2 separate regions of the Sus scrofa genome follow, and region 1 is linked to region 2. The links are chromatin contacts, called in public HiChIP or PLAC-seq maps. All regions are on one chromosome and are shown on one strand. The core of a region is the stretch at or near the end of the contact, and the rest is flanking DNA. Distances in the headings are between cores, read along the strand shown.

Region 1 (6,646 bases), core at 3,983-6,482, 300 kb after region 2:
CAGTACATCTACAAGTTATATTTAACAAAAGCTTTTTTTTTGGTCTTTTTTATTCTATATGCACCCAAGGCATATGGAAGTTCCAAGCTACAGGTCTAACCGGAGCTGTAGCTTCCGGCCTACACCACAGCCACAGCCACACCAGATCCAAGCTGTGTCTGTGACCTACACCATAGCTCACGCAACGCCAGATCCTTAAGCTACTGAGAGAGGCCAGGGATTGAACCCTCGACCTCGTGGATACTGTTGGATTTGTTACCGTTGAGCCATGACAGGAACTCCAACAAACCAGCCCAAAGACCATAGAAAACACAAAAGAAGCTTACAAACTATACTGGTTTTCAAACACAGGTTATCTGTCTGAGCCCTCATTATATATGAACATACAAGCTTCCCTGAAGATAAGTGAAAATACATTCTAATACCCACAGACACAATTTAGACCAAATTAACCGTGTCTGCTCCTTGGTCACATTCACTACTGTCCTTGGTTATAGGAGGCACTAGTTATGATTTTATTATCTGAAAACTATAAAGCTTCCAACATTATTTCTGGGGCTACCTCTTGTTGCAGCAGAAAACATTAGGACAAAACCCTATATTTCCCATTTACTTTTCTCCTACATATGTTTACCTGATTTAGTTTCTTTTCTTTTGCTTTTAAGGGCCACACCCGCAGCACATGGAAGCTCCCATGCTAGGGGTCGAATCAAAGCAACAGCTGCCGGCCTACACCACAGCCACAGCCATGCAGGATCTCAGCTGTGTGTTCGACCTACACCACAGCTCACAGCAATGTCGGATCCTTAACCCACTGAATGAAGCCAGGGATCGAACCCATATTCTCATGGATACTAGTGAGATTCGTTTCCCCTGAGCCATGACAGGAACTCCCTGATTTAGTTTCTTAATTAAAATACCCACAACCATGGTTTCCATTCACATGGCCCTAGTTCCAGTTTTGGCTTATGTACACATTTGTCCTCATTAAGCCAACTGTGGAGAAAATACCCAGAACTACCACTAATTTTAAGTGGAACCTATATACAGCAAAAGAACTGGCTGGTTATTTTATTAGCATATACAGAAATTAACATTCCTCCAGGCTTACATAAAGCTAAATATGTATGTTCCACCCAACTTAATTTCAAGTCATATGTGTGACACTCCTTTTAACTCAAGAAATTAAGCGTGATGTGGCTACAAAAAGATGCCTGGCAAGTTCCCCATTTTAGTCATTTTGGCTCCTAAAAGTGGTCTTCCATAGACATAACATAAAACGGCCTGTTACAGCTCAGATTACAATTTGAGTAAGTCCAGTCTTGTATATACCATGGTGCAGCAGGTTAATAATCTGACAGTAGTGCCGTAGATCACTGCAGAGGCACAGGTTTGACCCCCAGCCCAGCACAGTGGGTTAAAAGATCCAGTGTTGCCACAGCTGTGGCACAGGTCACAGCTGTAGCTCAGCTTCAAGCCCTGGCCTAGGAACTTCCATATGCTGTGGGTGCAGCCATAAAAAACAAACAACTCCCTCCCCCCAAATATATACATTGTACACTATGGTACAGTGCTCAAATCCTGGGCTTTGCAACATTCCAGCTCTGTAACATTTCAGAGAGTAGCTATTTAACCTCTTGGTCTTAGTTTGCCTTTTCCACCAAATGGTGGCAATACCTCTTATGAGGATTAAATAATGCATTGCTTAACAATATCTAGGAGTTCCAGTCGTGGCGAAGTGGTTAACGAATCCGACTAGGAACCATGAGGTTGCAGGTTCGATCCCTGACCTTGCTCAGTGGGTTAAGGATCCGGTGTTGCCGTGAGCTGTAGGGTAGACTGCAGACGCTGCTCGGATCCCACATTGCTGTGGTTCTGAGGTAGGCCAGCGGCTACAGCTCCGATTAGACCCCTAGCCTGGGAGCCTCCATATGCCGCGGGAGTGGCCCTAGAAAAAGGCAAAAAAACAAACAAACAAACAAACAAAAAAACAACACAATATCTAAAAAATACTACATCCCTCAATAAATAACTGTGTTTAGAAACTTTACTCTGTTCAGATGTATTTAATCGGCTAGTCCATTTTGCAAGTGGTTCCACTTTAAAGCTACATTATATTGGGGCTATATATCAAGAGATACTCACATGCCTATTATCTCAACTTCAAAATTACTTTTATCCCAGCATTAAATTAAAAGCTAGTATTTTATGCCCAAAATTATTGGGCAGGGGGGTGGGGTGGGTAGAGAAATCTTCATTTCCAAAACAATTCTACAAATTTACTACTAAGTTTCACTAAGTGGTAATAAGCTTGAACAAAACCTGTTTTCTGCTGAAACCCACAACTTGACCCTAAAATACCAGCACAGATTCATTTTGCCATCCAGTTTGTGCTTAAGTCCATCGCATTTCTCCTAAAAGTATTTTAGCATTAGGTAAAGAAGGGAAAACATTCTCCTTGTACGCTATGATAACCTTAATGAGTCTTAGACAAATACAATTTTGCTATTCTCAAAAAAAAAACAAAAACAAAAACAAAAACTTCTCAAACAGAATAAACTTGTGACTCCCTTAGCAACCCAGAGATGACCAAAATTTTAAGTTTTCCTGGGATCAAGATGCAACCAAATCCTGAATGAAAGCAAGTAGACAAAGTAGGACATGATTATTCACCACACTGTTTAGATAGCTTAATCTTGTCTAAAATGTTCAAACTATCACCTGGAAAAAAAACTGTACATAAGAACCTCATATTTAGCATGCTTTAAACTTTACTGAACTTTGCTAATCAAAGGACTAAGCCTTTAAAAAAGCTTTAAAGAGGAGCTGAAAAGTTTCAAGTGGCTAGGTAACATGGCTAACAAATTTAAGAATGAGCTTCCTTCACCAAGCAGTAGAAAGCAATGGTGTTATTTATGAAGCAGTGTTATCTTCAATGTCACTTCACTCAGACAATAAGCAAATTATAGTCTGAATCCATATTTTAAACTTGAGATATAATGTATACAAATTCTAATGCATGAACCCGTCTTCAAATTAAATAAGAATCTAAAGATCACATCCAACTTTAAACAACAGCAACAACAACAATCTAAAGAAGCTACACTCAATTGAAGGGTTCAAGCAACACAAGAGAATATCCTAGTGAAACAAAAGAAGCTGGCTGTTTCCTGGTAGTGCAAACATAATGGGTCATGACCTACATTACCCCTCCTGTACAGGATTCTCACACTTGGGGAATTATTCATTCTACCATGTGGCACAGAATCATCAGAATCAACTGTGTTCAAGTACAGAGAGATTATTAACTAGGTCTGAATATTCTACTACATTTAAAGTAAAACCTATGAAATGAAAAGTAAGCTGCTACCTGCAATTCATATGAGACATAGTGAATAAAAGCCCCAATAACTGAAGAGGACTAAACTTTCAGAAGTTTCATCCCAAGGAGAACTGTCACTAATTATCAAGAATAAAACACAATAGCAAAACAGTCTTTTAGCCCTAGGCCTTGATGGAATTAAGCATAGCTTACATCATAAAGTACTAACAACTATGCAGTTGATTAATCTTATTGCAAATCTACCAATCAAGGACAAATCTGGGGTGGAAACCAGAATGTCCAATTCCTGTACTGAAAACAACTTTCAAAATGGCCTGGGACAAGCCACTCTGCTATTCTAAGAATGCTCAGACATACAAATATGCAATGTTCCAAAAACTTTTTTTTTTCCTGCCACTTCCTGTAAGTAAGAAGTTTCTAAGACTGGGAAAGGAACAAAATGAAATAATTAGACGAAAAAACCAGGAATACCTCTTACACACCTTCTCCTAGAGAGTAATTTTTTAAATTTTAAAAGCACATAAAGTCTGTTTTAATTTAGTCCACTCTTTCCACAATGGACACACTAAACAGTTTCTCATAGAAATTTACAAGAGAACTCAAAGACAACTTAATTTAGCTCTGAATTTCAACATGCATTAATCCATCAGGCACCTCGACCCCCAAGAGTTCCAGAGAGAGGCCAAAAGGGACCCTGTCGTTACAGTTCATCGACGGCCCCATAATTCGGATTTCTTCTGAATATACAGACACACACCTGTCAACCAAGTAATAAGAGAACAAATCTAAACCAAACATTCCCTAACACCCCACCCCGCACACATGGGCATTTTCAGTTTATAGGTGGGTCCTGTAACAGCTAAACGCAAGAAGCTCTGGGGTAATTAGAGGACTTGGAGGAAGTCATCTTGAGAGAGTAGTGAGACCCAGAGAAATCAGAGAAAGTCAGATAAAGGTGTCCCTGACCACCCCTCCTTCCCACCCCACCCAAACTTCACCCACCCGGTTCTGAGAAGCCCAGGAGGGGGAGGCCATTTTTATGAGACTTGGCTAAAGAATGTGAAGAGAGAAAATCAGGGAAGGAAGTTCAGAAGGAAGGCCAGGCCCTTCCCTCCAAGAGCACCCGTGTCGGGTGGCAGCACCTGGAACTCAAGGAGGGAGGACCTGGATTCAAGTGACTGGGAGGGGTACAAAAGTAGCAGGGGCCTATCACGAGGGGGTTGAGTGGTCTAAGCCCCGGGAGCCGGGCCCCTTAAGCCCTAACAGGGGGAAGTACCCCTTCTCGGGCCAACCGCGTAGACCCTCGCCCCTGGGACGGTGGTTACTACCCGGAGGTCCAGAAGGCGGGAGTTGGCTAGTGCCTGGTTCTCCTCATCCGGCCATGCGGCGCGGGGGCGGCCATCCTGAGGGGTCCAGGAACCAAGAGGGTACGGGGGGGCTCTGACGCGGCGCTCACCCGCGGGCCGCCTCCAAGCTCTTAATGAGCTTTTTGATCTTCCAGATCTCCACGTTCCTGTCGGCAGCACTGGGGTCGTCCGCCATCTTCTCGCCTCCTCCTCCCTAGAGCGGCCCGGCGGGGCCCGGAGACACCAAGACCACAGAGTTAGCGCCGCCGCTGGGGCAGAGCGGCCCCCTTCCTTGCCACCCCGAGAGTCCCTCCTCTTCCCGCCTCGCGCGGCCCGGCGCGGTCGTCGCTGGCCTTTCCCTCCCCCTGGCTTACCTAAGGGCCCAGTCCTGGGCGGCAGCTGCTGCTCCTCCCCGGCGGCGGCTCCGCGGCGGCGGCTCTGACGTAGGACACCGGCTCCCTCTCTCCAGGCAGCTGCATGTGTTGCAATCCGCTCACATGGGGCCTGTGACATCACTTCCTCCGCCAGAGGCTGAGTGGAAGTCGGCGGGCGGAAGGGAGGGGGCCGGTGAGGAAGAGGAGAAGCTCTGCGCGCGCCGCGACTTTCCATTGGTTCTCCGAGAGGTGGCCTACAATGAGCCCGCCGATTGGCCGCAGCTGGGGCCGCGCTGCCTTGTGAGGTAGAAGCCGGGGGCGGGGAAGCACCGCCTTCCTTCCGGTCCGGCTCGCCGAGAGCAGGAAGCGGGCGGAAGCAGGTGGCTCTCGCGAGCATTTAGTCAGCCCAGCTAGGCTCGAACGGAGGGTGTTTCTTAAAGGGAGAGGCGCTTGGGTTATCTTTTCCGTCCCACTTTCTTGAATGGAATGGACCTCTGAGGTTCCACGACGCGCCTCCACTCGAGCCGGGACGCGTGGTTTGAACTGCTTCTGAGAAGCCTCAAAGAGGCGCCTCGCGCTTTGCTGCTTCTTAGCAGACGGAGCGCTCGGGCCTGCGTGCATCACAGCTGCACGGACTAGTGTTCAAGCTCTCCGCCAGGGTATCCGGATTGGGAAACTTCTCCCGGGTAGTCTGGCACCCCGACACCCTCGGGGACAAAAGAGCCACTCACGTCCCGCCTTCGCGCCTTAGTGCTAAGAGAGGTTCACTTTGGACCTGGAACTTTACGAGGGGGAAGAAAGCAGAGACTGACTGAGTTTGGAGACCTGAAGTATCTGATGCCACGTATGGTTTCGTCTGAGCTCCTGAGAGTGGAAGGGGGGAGAGTATTGAAGCAAAATGGGCAGCTCTCTTTTGGAGTTAGGAGTTGTAGTTGGCTACTTTATGTCTCTTCACCTCAGCTGCAGTCATTCAAATATTTGGGTCCGAACTGTTCCAGGCCGGGTTTTCTTGAGAAGATTGAGCAGAACCAAACAGGTAACAGTGCCTGTCTTCGTGGAATTTTCAGTTTGGTTGGGTTTGTAGCCATTTGTGATTTTATACTTTTGTGTAATAAAATAATGGCGTTCCTATGGTGACTCAGCGGGTTACGCACCAGGCTAGTACCTATGAGGACTCGGGTTCAATCCCTGGCCTCGCTCAGTGGGTTAAGAATCCGGCATTGCCGTGAGCTGTGGTGTAGGCCAGCAGCTGCAGCTCCAATTGAACCCCTAGCCTGGGAACCTCCGTATGCCGCGGGTGCGGCCCTAAAAAGCAAAAAAAAAAAAAAAAAAAACAAAAAAAAAAAAAAAAATAAGAAGAAGGGAGGAACTACAAGAGCTAGTGTGCTGGAGCGAGGTCAGTGATTTTTGAGAGCGGTAGCTTAGACTAGGGTGATAGGTAGGGTGATGGGTAGGACTGGATGGATGATGGGTTGGATGAGGAGGAAGAGCAAGAATGACTCCCCCTGGGAGTTCCCGCTGTGGTTCAGTGGGTTAATGATCTGCCTTGTCTCTGTGGAGGCACCAGTTGGATTCCAGCCCAG
Region 2 (5,916 bases), core at 2,171-4,670:
AATTCTTATGTGTGTGTGTGTGTGTGTGTTGTTTTTTATTTCTTTTGGCTGCAACCATGGCATATAGAAGTTCCCAGGCCAGGGATCAAACTCATGCCACAGCAGTAACAACACCGGATCCTCAGTCCACTGAGCCACCAGGGAATTCCCACTCGTTTTTTTTTCCTTTCTGTTGCTCCTTCCTCGTCGGCATATGGAGGTTCCCAGGCTAGGGGTTCAATGAGAGCTACAGCTGCTGGCCTACACCACAGCCACAGCAACACGGGATCCGAGCCGCGACTGCAACCTACATCACAGCTCACAGCAACACTGGATCCTTAACCCACTGAGCAAGGCCAGGGATCGAACCTGCATCTTCATGATACTAGTCAGGTTCCTTACTGCTGAGCCACAATGAGAACTCCAGGAATCTAAACATTTTAATCAGTGGCATGTGCTGACAGTGAGAGCTGAAGCTGAGAACCCACTCCTTCCCTGCTGGTCACTGCCCTGGGCTTGGGTACATTTGGGTCAGGCACACCTTGATGGTGTCCTCTGAGTTATCTTAACTCTTTCCCTGCCAACTAGTCCTATGGCAGGTTCTAAACTTGCTAAGCCACAGTGGGAACTCCCTACGTTTGACCTAAGTGCTCTTATACTATTTTTCTAACAGAAATATAAAAGATACACAGATTGCATTCTATTTCAATCTAGTTTACCTGATATTTTGTGTAAAAATTCATTCAGTTTTATATTTGAATTGAGTTATATTTAATGTCAAGCTGAGATTTATCAAATAGCATGTTTCATTTTGTCATAGGGTTTACTGGCTCAAGAACAGCTGCTACCTGGAATATCCTGGATTTATCTTTGAAAGGCTATTTGAAGAATACATAAAATTGTGGAAGTGCTAACTGTGACAAGTGATGATGCTTTCATAAACTCATTTGAATGGTTACAGAAGTAGAGATATACCATACAAACTCATATTTGTATCTTAAGTAATTAGAATGCTTAAGACAATTAAAAGGTTTCCTCGGGAGTTCCCTTCATGGCTCAGTGTTTAAAGAACCCAACTAGGATTCATGAGGATGCAGTTTGATCCCTGGCTTCACTCAGTGGGTTAAGGATCTGGCATTGCCGTGAGCTATGGCATAGGCCGCAAATGTGGCTCGTATCCCACATTGCTATGCCTGTCCTGATTCAAGCCCTAGCCTGGGAACCTCCATATGCTGAGAGTACTGCCCTAAAAAGACCAAAAAAAAAAAAAAAAAAAAAAAAAAAACCCAAAAAAAAGAGAGAGAGAGAAGAGTTTGTTCTGGTTTCAAAAAAGACCGGACACAGACAGTCCCACTTTCTGGAACTTAAATGCTGAATGCCAAGACAATTCAATAGGAAGAGAATAGTCTTTTCAACAAATACTAGGTCCTACGACAGTTGCATGCAAGTGACCCTGCCTTATAACCTCATAAAAATTATCTCAAAATGGATCAAAGATTTGAATGTGGAGAGTTAAAAGCTCTTAGAAGAAAACATAGAAGTAAATGGTTGTTAGCTGTGACACCAAAAACACTAGCCACAGAATAAAAAATAGACAAACTGGACATATCAAAACCAAAAACTTTTGTGCTGTAAGCAATACCAAGAGATAACAACAATACCAAAGAAAGTGGAAAGACAACACACAAAATAGGAGAAGTATTTGCAAATCATGTATGTGACAAGGGATTTGTGTCCAGAATAAATAAAAAATTCTTATAACTCAATAATAAAATGAAAAATAATCCAAAGGATCTGAGCAATTACTCCAAAAGACACACAAATAGACAATAAAAACATGAATAGATGCTCAGCACTCAACGGTTTCCAACAACATTGGTTCAGAAAAATGCAAATCAAACCCGCAATGAAATATCATTTTATGCCCACTAGTATAGCTATAACCAAAAAGACAACGCTCAACAGTTTCCAATACCCAAAAAAGCTGACAACCTAGATACCTTACCAATTTTGATCTCCACTCCTCATGACTGAAGACGCTAAACACAGCTTCTCTCGGATGGACCATGGCTCTGTAGGGCCAGTACTCAGCAGCTTATGTTCTGAAAGTAGAGAAGACTTATAGAAAACCACTGAGACACTAGTTCTAAGCCTCAAAGAGAAGACTAAAAGCCTAAACATCCCAACCTATAAGGACAACGTGAGCTACTATCACCAAATCTTGATTCTTCACCTTTCTAGTAAATAACCTAACTAAAACAGTGTGCCTATGGTATTTGAAGAAATAAAATGTTTTGCCTTCAAATGCCATGGGCACAATGGTTTAGTTTAAAAAAAAAAAAAGTAATGTCAGATTAAGATAGGGCAGCTCCCCGAAAGACTCAATTTTAAAAAACGCTTTATTCCAATTTGGACCTAAGGGCTTATTTCCCAGGATTCCGAGCGGCCACCTCCCCTCCGTCCCGCCTCCTTCTTAGCATAAAGTTGTTTACTTCTTTCAGTAACACCGCTCCCCTTTCCCCTGGCCGGGCCTAAAAGCCATATTCAGTCCGTGAAACAGAGATAAATGACTGAGATGCCCGAAATGTGATTTCCCCAGTGGCAGAAAAAGCTCGCGGTTAAAACTCCCCATTTCTCTGTGACTAGTGGCCTCATAAACGTTCGTCAGAAACTGAATGACTCTTTGGGATGCCGGCCACTCCTTAAGGCGCACAACGTCTCGGTCCGTCTGTAGGGCACCTTTTCAGCTCACCCCGCAGAGCTCCCCAACATACAAAGATTTCGCTGAGCTGCTTATCTCAAACCTCGGCGGCCTTACTGAGAAGACTACACTTCTAGGCCCCCGGCCGTTGGGCTTCACTACACCGTCGAGTTCAAGTCTCGTGCCCTCCCTGGGCTCTCAGGCAAATCACTGCTCCTACTCTCTATGCTGTTGCCTGGCCTCGGCTCTACAAAGACTTACCACACAAAGGCGGTGCAAATACTTACTGCCCGTCCCTGCCGCCATTTTGGCTCGGAAGTCTCCAACTCCTGAGGGAAGAGCGTCAGCGTCCGCTACGCCTTAAAAAAAGAAAGTATAAGAAAAAGAACTCTGGGAAATAGAGTCCCGGTGTTTGGTTGCGGTGCTTCCTGGGAAATGTAGTCCCCCACCCCACCCCAGGAAGAACAAGTGCCCTAAACCGGGTCTCTTGTGCGTTCCTGGGAAGGAATGTGATAAAGAACAAAACACGGCAGCTGATGCCTCAGGGTTCAAGAAAAAGTAATAAGGCGGAATTGCAGGATCACCCAACACCAAGCCTCGACAGTTGGTAACCCGGACCCACTTTTGAGCAGAGCGGTCAGGCCGGAATAAGCCGTTTCCCAGTCTCGTCTGTCCCCTTGCGCTGATTGGTAGGTTCAGGTTTCGCTATCTGATTGGCTCAACGAACGCAGCGCGTAATTTAAAACATTGTATCAGTAACAAAGGTGAGCCTCGTGGGCGGGGTTGTGCTGTCTAGCTGCGAAGGTTCAGGTTCCGTCGCGGGGTGTGAGTGAGCCGGTACCGGAGGAGACGTGCGGTGTCTTCGGTGAGTATGAGGCTCTACTGGAGCCCAGCTGCGGTACCTGCTCTTGCCCTCGCGAATTAGGCTTTCAGAAAGAAGAACTGCCGCCATCCTTTTTTTTTTTTTTTTTTTTTTTAATACCTCTGTCCTCACTGTGGGCCTGGGGGAGAGACTGAAGGAGCCCAGGGCTACTGACACCACCTCCACGACACCGGAGAGCAAGACACCGTACTTGGAGTGTGGCCTTCTGCTTTTGGAGCTGGGTGTCTGCTCATTCCTGTTCGCGGTCGGAAATGCCGCCTCAGACTGGATTAAATGATTAACTCTCTCTCTCATTTCCTTTCTCTTTGCTAGTAGTTGAAGGGAAAGAGGAGCAGGAATTCAGCCAGTGAGACCAAGTTGTCTTGGGGCCTAGGAATTGGTTCTTACTCAGAATTTGCAGCCCTTTTTATCCCATAAGGTTCTCCTCCCTACCCACTTTTGTCTCTCTTTAGATCTAGGCTTCCCCTGCTAACATGTCGCAAGGGATCCTCTCTCCACCAGCCGGCTTGTTGTCGGATGAGGAAGTCGTAGTCTCCCCCATGTTTGAGTCCACTGCTGCAGATTTGGGGTCTGTGGTGCGCAAGGAACTGCTGTCAGACTGCTCTGTCATCTCCACCTCCCTGGACGACAAGCAGCAGGTAAAGGAGTTGAATTGGCTTGGGGGCAGAAAGTCATATCCTCAGCATACTAGTTATCCCTACAAAGTAGCAGGAGGTCAAAACCCTGCATTCTTAGGGTTTGAGAGATCAACTGAAAATTAAGGACAAGACAAGTAAAAAATGTACAATTGTGTGTCTCTAAGAAATCTATTAACTGCATTGCCGTAATGAAACATTCTCAAATGCATACTCAGTTAATCCTATGAGAGAAGGCAGTAGTTAGATCTCCTTCACCATGAAGTCCAGACATATTCAGGCTTTAATATGAACCCATAGCTTGCACTTAAAAGGGGGCTTGCTTTCTGCTGAGATGTCTCAGCTGCAGCATTCTTGATGCCTGGGGCCAGATGATTCTTTGTTATAGGGGGCAGTTCTGTGCAGTGTAAAATGTTAAGCGGCATTCTTGGTCTCTACCCACTAGATGTCAGTAGCTCCTTCCCAGGACATCCAGGAAATTTGTTCTGGCATTACTAAATGTCATGGTTAAGAACAGCTCTACTCAGACATCTCTTGTAGAAGTTTTATGAGAGCAGGGCCTTTGTTAATGTCCTTCACTGTGAACTACTGGATCCTATAAGATTTCCTGCACCGGAGTAGAGAGATCTCTGATCTCTAAATATCTGTTGAATGAACTTGGTGGGTGCTATTATTAACCCCATTCTACAGATGAGGGAACTGAGGTAAAGAAAACTTAAAGAACTTGTTCAAGATCTCAGGAGTTCCCGCTGTGGCACAACAGGATCAATGGTGTCTTTGCAGTGGCAGCAATTCAGGTTTGGTCCCCGCCCCGGCACAGACACAGTGGGTGAAGGATCCAGCCATGCTGCAGCTGTGGCATAGGTTGCAACTCCAGCTCTGATTGGATCCCTGGCCCAGGAATCCAATGGGTGGCCGAAAAAAAAAGATCTCATGGTTTCTTAATGATGGAATTGGGACTGAAATTCAGGTGTGTCTGCCTCTAAGGTGCTTAACTACTATGTTTTGCCATAATATCACACACTAATTTTCATGCCATTCAGAAAGTTCTAACCCAGATAATCTGTGGTAAGCCAGGCTTTCAGGATTCTAAAACGACAAGAAAGATGATTAAGTAGTGAAAAAGTCCATGTGGGTTGGAGTGATTATGGAACCTGAGTAGCTGCACACAGTCATTAGAGGTGGAATATGGTAGTGTTAACATGATTTCCAGGAACTATTTTATTTTACTTCTATTATTTTTTTGTCTTTTGTCTTTCCAGGGCCACACCTGCAGCATATAGAGGTTCCCAGGCTAGGGGTCCAATTGGAGCTGCAGCTGCCGGCCTACACCACAGCCACAGCAATGTGGGATCCGAGCTATGTCTTTGACCTACACCACAGCTCATGGCAACACCAGATCCTTAACCCACTTAGCGAGGCCAGGGATTGAACCCTCATCCTCCTGGATACTAGTCAGGTTCATCAACCACTGAGCCACAACGGGAACTCCAGAAACTATTTTATATTTGCCCATCTGCTCAGAAGTAACTGCTGAGATTAATCTGTGGTTCTGGCCTGGAATTCTGTCACAGGTTCCATCTGAAGGAAGCATGGAGAAAGTCAAAGTATACCTGAGGGTCAGGCCCTTTTTACCTTCAGAGTTAGAACGACAGGAGGATCAGGTGAGTTTCTGAGGAGGGAGGATTAAAAGTGGAATGCTGCAATACAGTAGAGGC

What was found. HiChIP or PLAC-seq counts read pairs in DNA pulled down with a chosen protein or histone mark.
Region 1: a contact with region 2 is called in an H3K27ac HiChIP or PLAC-seq map of alveolar macrophages. The contact joins the promoter of ETF1 here to the promoter of KIF20A in region 2. A contact is called at or near these places in 2 of 5 promoter capture datasets (fetal liver and liver), 1 of 47 Hi-C or Micro-C datasets (epiblast stem cells) and 2 of 2 datasets of contacts at active chromatin or transcription factors (alveolar macrophages and skeletal muscle).

The regions. Positions count from the first base shown.
Region 1 is chr2:140,499,149-140,505,794 of Sscrofa11.1, forward strand. ETF1 (eukaryotic peptide chain release factor subunit 1) reads right to left here and starts at 5,233. Exons shown (of 11, transcript XM_003123975.6): 1 at 5,064-5,233; 2 at 4,800-4,903. The coding sequence starts at 4,885. It overlaps LOC110259500 (a long non-coding RNA gene), which reads left to right and starts at 5,317. Exons shown (of 2, transcript XR_002341933.1): 1 at 5,317-6,099.
Region 2 is chr2:140,198,897-140,204,812 of Sscrofa11.1, forward strand. It overlaps KIF20A (kinesin-like protein KIF20A), which reads left to right and starts at 3,421. Exons shown (of 19, transcript XM_003123952.6): 1 at 3,421-3,545; 2 at 4,016-4,201; 3 at 5,773-5,862. The coding sequence starts at 4,037. It overlaps BRD8 (bromodomain-containing protein 8), which reads right to left and starts at 3,351. Exons shown (of 24, transcript XM_005661688.3): 1 at 3,303-3,351; 2 at 2,968-3,039; 3 at 1,985-2,081. The coding sequence starts at 2,986.